Regions from separate parts of the Arachis hypogaea genome. Here region 2 is linked to region 1. A link is a contact called in public Hi-C data. All regions are on one chromosome and are shown on one strand. The core of a region is the stretch at or near the end of the contact, and the rest is flanking DNA. Distances in the headings are between cores, read along the strand shown.

What was found. Hi-C and Micro-C count contacts between places; a contact is called where the count stands out from the background.
Region 2: a contact with region 1 is called in a Hi-C map of leaf, with 5 times the contacts expected there. The contact joins two enhancer-like sites. A contact is called at or near these places in 4 of 8 Hi-C or Micro-C datasets (leaf and an unstated tissue).

The regions. Positions count from the first base shown.
Region 1 is chr5:7,102,391-7,107,093 of arahy.Tifrunner.gnm2.J5K5, reverse strand. No RefSeq gene overlaps it. Among protein-coding and RNA genes, the nearest start is that of LOC114927740, 8.4 kb to the right of the region's middle. Within about 2 kb of position 1,468, at least 3 of the 3 cell types and tissues checked have open chromatin away from gene starts, as enhancers often do.
Region 2 is chr5:7,167,882-7,172,478 of arahy.Tifrunner.gnm2.J5K5, reverse strand. No RefSeq gene overlaps it. Among protein-coding and RNA genes, the nearest start is that of LOC112800507, 17 kb to the right of the region's middle. Within about 2 kb of position 2,183, at least 1 of the 3 cell types and tissues checked has open chromatin away from gene starts, as enhancers often do.

The DNA.
Region 1 (4,703 bases), core at 219-2,718:
CTCCCCATCATATAAACTAAGGTCATCTCATCTCTTTATAATCTCTCACTTCTTAATTATCATTTTCTTCCGATATATACTTATAGACTATTTTTTATTTTTTCCTCTTTCCTAGTTTTCTGATCTTTCTTCTTCCCTCTTACATATATGGTGCTGCAGTGTGTAGTCTCTGTGATTTAAGAAGGAACATTCAAGATTTTCAATTCCACCCCCCCTCCCTTTTTCTGAATTTTTTTTTTCAGAAGAAGTAAAGTTTAGAAATCAACATTTTTATTAAGTCTAAAAAAATAATATTTTTATTAAAATTTAATCAATATTTAATTAATAAAAAAATAAATAATTTTATGTTATTAGATATAATTTTATATTATTAAAAATACTAATAATAACTAATTAATAATTACACATTATAAATTTTGTTGGTTCTTTAACATTTTTTTTTATTAACCCAAGCTAGGAACAACTACATTTCATTTTACTTAATTTATTGCACAAATTCGTTCACGAAAAAGAATTAATCACTCCTCTGCAAACTACCTAGACCAAAAGAAAGGAAGAAACACGAACTCAATGAAACTACATTTTTTTTTAATCTGACGGTGGACAAGTATCAAATTCTTTTTCGGAATAAAGTTAATTTGATGTGTTAAAAATATAAAAAATTATTTTTACATTTTAGGTATTAATATAAAAAAAATAAGGGTGTAGAAAACAAGGTTGTCAGGTGTCGCCGATTAATTGCGCCGAGAACCTAGCCGACCTTGGCTATAAGCATCGGCAAATCGTGAGCCGATGCCATCGTCCCTAGCCAACTGCAATCGTTGATGGTGATAAAAAAAATTGTATGATAAAAAATAGATAATAATATAAATCAAATCAGTATATCAACTTTTAATTCAAATTCATTTCTATTTTATATAATTAATTTCAAACACAATAATTTATCAAATTCAAATCCATTTCAAGTTTAATCATCCCCATTCTAAAAATAATGACTTTTATAATCAATTTACTACTATTTTCAGAACTAATTATCAAATTGTCACGGTTTTTTTTTTTTTGTCATGAAAATTGTCACGGTTTTGAAACATATTACCCAATTATCCATGTGTTTCAAAACTGTAGGTATTCTTCTTTAAAATTTTTTTCATCCTGTCAAATTCTAATTGGGCTAGGATTGCGTCGGAACATGCAAGCCCACGTACCCAACGAAACAATGGAGCAAAGCCCACAGTAGACCCAAAATATCTAACACCGTTGAAAAATTGGAAAATACAGGGGCTTTGGACATTGGATGGGCCTCTAATTTGCCAAGGGAGGTGAGGTTGGCGTTGGATGCTGGGTAGTTAATGATACATAATAAGGTAGGCCGAAGGGGAAGGGATATTTGCAAGCAAGCATGGGCTTTATGTTAGTGCTTGTACTTGTAGATTGGGTCTCTCTGATCCATAGAGTTGCACTTAGATTGTTGCCCCTGCCCCTGTAGCCTTCGGGCAAAGACCCAAAAAGTAATGGGCCTTTGGCCCCTTTATATACCAAAAACATAAGACCCAAAAAAGAAAAATAAAACAACAATCTTCGATTAAATTTCTAAAACAACACGACCAAAAAAAACATTTCCAAAACAACACTGACGTACCAAAAACAGAAATAAATCACTCCTGTCAAATGTCAACCCACCTAGAAAGGAAACAGTATAAAAGTGAAGCAACGACTTCTATCATTTGTTTCAGGGATGTGTCTTTGGTGAAAAAAAATATATTTTAGATATTTGGTAGTTTAAATAAAAAAATTTATAAAATAAAATAATAAATTACATAAATATTCTCATCTTCTTTTTCTTCTCGCATCTTTTTCGAACAACAACCATTGTTATCATCACATTTCTCATTGCACTACCAACATATATTAGAACCGATTATTATTTTCTCAGACAGAAGTTCCGATAAACTCCATCAGCGACGGCTCTGACCACTGCTATCCAACCGCGGTGATGGCGACCACCGTGACGGCTCTTGCTTCCCTTCCTCGTCGCGGTTCTTCCTCCTCCACTAAACAGTATCGACAGTGATGGATCTCTCTCCCTTTTGCTCATTCTTGACTTGCCGACGACACTGGAAATGACGAACGGCAACGGCCTAGCAGTTCCACAGACGGCAACGGCAAGACGCAGATGAAAGGCAGCGAAGACGGCGCATGCAGAGGCAGCCTGCGAAGATGATAACGACGGCGATTCCTCGTGACGGTCGCACTCCTCCTTTCAGCGGCGACAGAAAAGGGGATGGTGGAGAAAAAATGAAAGAACGAGGGCAGAAAGGACAAAAATGAAATTTTGAAATAGAGTTATTTGTAAAAATATTTAAATATAAATATAATTATTATACTATTAATAAAAGTTGTAAATCTTAGTCATCGATTCAAAAATTCAATGGCCATGATTTATAGAGAATCTTGGATCATAAAGAATTAGAATATATTTTCACGATAGCAAGCACTTCATGTACTAAAACATTTCCTCGCATTAGTGTTGATATTGTGGAAGCTTCTCTTAAAACTCCTGACGAGGAAGATATTAGGAGAGCATTTTTTAATATTGGTGCCTTCAAGGCCCCAAAAGAAGATGGTCTGCAAGGAACTTTCTATTAGAATAACTAGAATTGCATCCAAAAATATGTTAAGCAGGTGATTACAACCTTATAGAGGAACCCAAAAATTGTTAAGCCCCTGAATAAAACCATGTTAGTCCTTATTCCTAAAATAAAGAAACTTGAATTTTTAGCCCAATTCAAGCTAATTTCTTTATGCAACGTTATCTACAAAGGGATGGCCAAAATTGCAGTGGAAAAGCTAAAACTCTTTTTCAAAGATCACATCTCTCCATATCATTCTAGCTTTGTCCCAGGGAGAAATATTCACGATAATATTGTCATGGTACAAGAAATGGTTCATACCATGAGAAGAATGAGAGGTAAATTTGGTTTTATGTCCATCAAAATTGATCTTACGAAGACTTATGACAGATTGAGCTTGAAATTTATTCATGATTTCATCAACCATTTCAGTATCTTCCCTATCCTTTGTAATATCATTATGAGGTGTGTCACTTCTGTCACACTTTCAACTCTTTGGAATGGTAGCAAATCAGTAGAATTCACTTCCACTAGAGGGATCAGACAAAGTGATCCCCTATCTCTATATATATTTGTTATTTGCATGGATAAATTGTCTCACATGATTGAGGAAGCCGTGGACAAAGGGAATTAGTTCCCAATGCGAACTGGCAGAAGCGGGCCACAAGTGTCTCATTTAATGTTTGTGGATGATCTCATTTTATTCTCTGAGGCATCTCCCAATTACATGAAAAAAATGCAAAGTGTTTTGAATGATTTTTGTGAGGAGTCTGGTCCTCTAATAAACCAGGCAAAAACTAACATATTTTTCTCAAAAAATGTTCCTGAAGAGGTGAGGAGTAATATCATTAATATTAATGGATACTCTGAAACACCAGAAATTAGAAGATATCTTAGAGCTTTTATCCATAATACATGGAAGAGGAAGAGCCATTTCAACTACATTATTGAGCGAGTTAAAACAAAACTTCAAAGGGTGGAAAGCCAACTGTCTATTTATGGCTGGTCATATTACTCTAGCTCACTCTATTATTGGGTCAATGACACTATATCCTATGTAACATGAGATTATTCCAAAAAGCACTTGGCTAGTGGTGGAGAAAGCTCAACGAGCGTTTATATGGGGGCATGATTGTTCAATGAAAAAAATGCATCTTGTTAGTTGGAAGAAAATTACTAAATCAAAAGACAAAGGAGGTCTGGGGATTAGAAAACTAGAGCAAGTCAAAGAAGCTTTTTTGTTGAAGAGAAGTGGGCAAATTGTTACTGTTCTTGCCTGGTTTGGCCGAGGTGTGGATCGTCTTCCAGCGGGAGTCAACCAATTTCTTGGGAGGGTCACCGTATATGTCGGCCGCAGACGAAACGAGGGGGTGAGTACCTGCAAAGAGTACTCCGACGCTCAAGTCAGCAAATGGTAATTCTAATAAGAGTTATTACTTTGGAAAGATGGCATACCTTTGCAACCCTAATCGTTTCCTTTTATAACCAGGAGACGAGGATGACCGTTTTCTCCTGAGTAATGGTCATTCATGAGAAATTCATCTCCTTCCCGACGTTACCAAATAAAGGCCATTTATAATCATAAATTGGCGTCAGTTACAATAAGATTTGTCGAGCTATAACTCATAAATAACATATAACGGTCATATCACAGCCTCCAAACTTAGCCTGGCCTTAATGAGACAGGTTGAGGTTATGAACTTTTTTAACCGAGTTATAGCTCGACGTATGGAGCCCCCAGGTCAACGTGTCTCATTGCTATTAAGGGAACTAGCAGTGGTTTCTCTTTTTTTTTTAAGAATTGGAAAAGGCGTGATAATTGAGAATTAATGTTAATGATGGTTTACAAAATGGGCTGCAAGTTCCTAAGTGGTTTTGTGGCCGTTGGAATGGGTTTTTATTGAAAGGTTATGATTTATTATGGAACTGAAGGGTTTATTAAATGAATGGTCTCGAACTTATTTCGAGTTACACTTACCGAGGAAGGGGTCGTGGCTTTAACCGGTGTTGGTTCCAGAAATACGAAGAGAATGAGCAAAAGAGGTTAGCAAGAACACTCCCTTACTTTTTTAG
Region 2 (4,597 bases), core at 934-3,433, 65 kb before region 1:
AACCATATAGTTTAACCACTGTTTCTCACGCTGTGAATCCAGGTTTTAAAGTAGAGAAATGTTCCACTTTACTGAACCTATCCACCACCACCAAAATCGCCGTATACCAAAATCATCGTGTACCCAATAGATTTAGGTAATTAAATAATAAAATCTAAGGAGATTTTCATCCATGGTCTCTCTGGAATAGGTAGTGGTTGTAAGATCCCTTGGGGTGTAACCAGAACATACTTGGTTATTTGACAATCCACACAACGCTCAACAAACTTTTGAGCATTACTACGCATACCTGGCCAAAAGAAAAGATCAGCAAGTGACTTGTAAGTTTTAGGCAACCCTTCATGGTCCCCTCGCACTGAAGCATGGAACTCTTGCAGTAATAGTTCCCTTAATCCGGAGTAATTTGGCACCCAAATCTTTCCCTTGTACAACATCAACATTTCTCACTTCATAGTCCGTAGTAAGTCGTCCTTCGTGTAATTGCTGGTGTAGTTGCAACATATAGGGGAAATGCATGTTAGCATCCTTGAGTGAGTTAAGAAGTGAATTCTTCAATGTCGTAAGGCTGCGAAAGACATAGGGAGTGTCTGAATTAGGGTGTTGGGGCAATGCATCAGCCACTTGGTTTAAGTGTCAAGCTCTATATTCAATTTCGAAGTCATACCCCAATAGTTTGGCAAGATAATACTGCTGGTCTAGTGTGAGTACCACCTGAGTCATCAGCTCCTTTAAACCTTGATGATCAATTTTATTAACGAATTTCCTTCCTAGCAAGTAATGGCCATTTGCCGACGGCTTGAATAATTACGTATAGCTCTCTAATATACGCGGAGGCCAAGTACATTTTGTAATTCAATTTCTTGCTAAAATAAGCGAGATGATGCCCATTTTTGTGTTAATACCACACTAATTCCCTTGTGAGATGAATTGGTCTCCACTATGAATGGCTTTGAAAAATCTGGCAAAGCCAAAATGGGTGTATGCACCATTGTTGCCTTCAATTGTTCAAAGGCCTGATCCGCCTCTACACCCCGAGTGAAAATTGTGTTTCTTAAAGAGTTTTGTCAACGGGTAAGATATCTAAGCATACTTCGAGACAAAGTTTCGACAGTAGCCCGTTAGACTAAAGAACCCGCGCAGTTGCTTAAGAGAAGTAGGTTTAAGTCATGCTTGAATTGCCTCAATTTTAGTGGGATCACCTTTCATCCCTTCCGAACATACAATGTGGCCGAGATAATCAAATTGTGTTTGGCCAAAGAGACATTTGAATCTCTTGGTCAAAAGCTGATGTTAGGCTAAGAGAGTGAGTGTCAACCCGAGGTGGTATACATGATCTTCCCACATCTTGTTATAAACAAGTATGTTGTCAAAAAATAGAGTGATAAACTTGCGAAAGTAAGGTTGAAAAATTTTATTCATAATGACCTGAAATGTTGATGGAGTGTTAGTGAGTCCAAAGGATATCACAACAAACTCGTAATGACCTTGATGTGTCTGAAAATCTGTCATAGGAATGGAGTTATCACTCATTCGAATTTGGTGGTAACCAAACCACAGATCAATTTTGGAAAAATACTCTACACTAAATAGTTCATCTAAGACCTCATTAATCGTAGGAATAGGGAATTTATCCCTAATAGTAATCGCATTTAAAGTCCGATAATTGACATAGAATTTTCAAGACCCGTCCTTCTTTTTTACCAGCAATATTGGGTTAGAGAATGCACTCTGACTTTCTCAAATCACCCCGGCATCCAGCATCTTAGCTACTAAATGTTCAATCTCTTCTTTCTGAAAATGTGGATACTTATAAGGGTGAACACTCACTGGTTGTGCTCTCGATGTGAGGGTGATGGTGTGATCAATCTCCTTTCATGGTGGTGGATGAGTTGGATCCTCAAAAACATTGTTGTGTTCATTCAGCACCTGCTGAATTTCTGCAGAAATGGGGTTGACTCCTGTTCGTCTGCACTTATCACCTTCAACTGATAAAGTGTAGTGACAATCTCAAAAGACACCATTCTCTAAAGCATCTTGTTTACTAATGGCTTCTGATTTTAGCAGTCATTTTTCTTGCAATTTAATATTCAAGACGTTTACCACAAACTCCATGGTAAGTAGCCCATATTGTGTCATCACATAGCCCAAACACATGAACCACTACACCTCAAATACCACATCAGTCCTTTGGAGGTCCAATACAAAGGTGTTGATAGTAAATTAGTATCCTTGCATGATTAAAGGCACATTGTCACAATAGGCTTAACACCCAATCACATCCCCATTGTCCACTAATACTTAGAAAGGAGTGGTCTGTTTGATTGGAAGATTCAACCTTTCTGCTACACTTGCCTATACAAAATTATGGTAACTACCTCCATCAATCAAAACCATCACAACTGCTCATTATAAGAAACTTTCAGTTGAAAAGTAGTGGGTTGATACTGGTCCATCGTTGCATTTAAGCTTATTCTGGTTGGACAGCATCCACGGTTATTGTCTCATAAGCCCCTGCAGCCTGGACTACCTCAGGCTTTAACTCTTGTAAGATTTTGTGCATCTCTTCTTCACCAATAAATAGATAGCAAGAAGTTTTACACATGTGGCCTGGAGACTATTTGTCCTCACAATAATAGCACAACCCTTTCTCCCTCTTTGCTTTGATTTCAGCAGCAGATAGTTTCTTGAAGGGTGGGTTAGAATTTCTAAAATTAGGCAAGGTTGTGTGCTGTGGATTAAAAGAAATTGGATTTGATATGTTTTTGAGGTGGTTTGTATGAAAGAGTGTTTGAGAATGTTGGGTTGATGTAGAAGTAATTTTTGAAATCGTGAGATGTGTCTTGGGAGAGGAAATGATAGTATATTTTTACTCATGCAATTTGGCTAATGAAATTGCAATGACATAAGAGATGGATTTTGCTAACAATAATTCACATTTCAAATAATCTTGAAATCCACAATAAAGAAAGAAATTAACCAATCATCACTCAGGCTAGTTACTTGATTAGTAAATTCTTCGAATTGAATCTGGTATTCAGCGATAGTGGTTGTTTGTTTACCTCCTTAAAAGCTGCCTTGGTATCAAAGAACTGGTTCTGCCCAAATCGCACTAGTAGTGCCTCAAAGAACATCTCCCAAGTGTGTAAATATTGTGTTGACAACCCAACGACACCAGGAGTAAACCGCTCCTGACAGATGGAATAAAAGCATCCGAACCCGCATCTCTGGTAGCACCGAATACCACTCGATATACTCCCTTGCTTTAAACACCCACTCTTCCACTTTCTCACGTTCAAACATGGGAAGTTCCAGTCGAAGCCGTCGATTCCCCTGCTGAACTTGGTGTCCTATGACAACACCATTACGGTTTGATGAGAATTGTAGTTGTTTCACATCGTTGGACTCGCTCGCCACCTTCTTAAGCTTTAATGTTTCCTTCAGTATCCCCCTGATCTTCTGTAAAGACCCCTCTAGCTCATCCAACCTTTCAGTGGTGGCCGACACTTGATTGGAGATCTCCACATGACCCCATTGCAAGGCAGCAAGCTCCGCTTAATGTCGGAGTTCATCAGAAGTCACCATCTCTCTCAACAAGAGCACCAATGATAGCCTTCAAGTGGTAAGTAATTAAACAGAAGAACAATAGCAGAATGAAAAAAAGTAGATTATGAATATTGTTGAATGAAAGACAAAAGATAGAAAATGGAAACGAACGCAGCTGTTCGTTGAGTCAGGGATAATTCCTCTAAGAAACTCTCAATTCATGCATACGTGAATTGTAATTCTGATTCCCTTACAATATACCTCCACATTCTCCTAAAAAATTGTCCAGCTTAGCATTAAGAAATATTCTCGTGTTGTACCTTCCTTCATTTGCTAACATAGTCTTTTATCTATATTGGAGGCTTCCTAACTCTTGGTACCTTAGGCTCTTTTATTTGACTTGGCCTAACTTCTTGTGCCTAATTTCACACTCCTTCTTATGGATCAATAATTCATCCTTGCTTGGACTTTCGCATGAGTTATCAATCTCCCTTGACGACATTAAACATATTTTTTGTATTATTTTGGTGAGATATATCACTACAAACCCAATATTAAAGAAAAGGTTTGACGCTAGTGAATTCACACTATTAGGAAAATATGTTTTAATTTTTTTTTTCGATCAAAGGAATGATCATTATATATGATACGTGAGCATCTTATACCCTTTTTCTGTCTATTTTCTAGTTAAATTTAGTTAGAATTTAGTAAGTTTAATTATATTTTAGAGTTAAAATCCTCTTTAGATGGTACTTTAAATTGTTTTAGTATTTTTATTATTTTACGTGAAATTTGGGCGAATATGGTATAATTTTATGCAAAAACAAAGGAAGAAAGTGGATGTTGTTAACCCTGGCATCCTTGAATTCCAATAAACATAACTTGAGTTATAGAGGTCCAATTGACGTGATTTCAATGGCATTGGAAAGTCAACTTCTAGAGTTTTCCAACAATATATAATAGTCTATACATTTCTTCAGAAATCTCTACCATATAGAGTGCTAAATGCTGAGTCTGGGGTTTAGTGCCCATGGAGGACAAAACCAGTGCACAA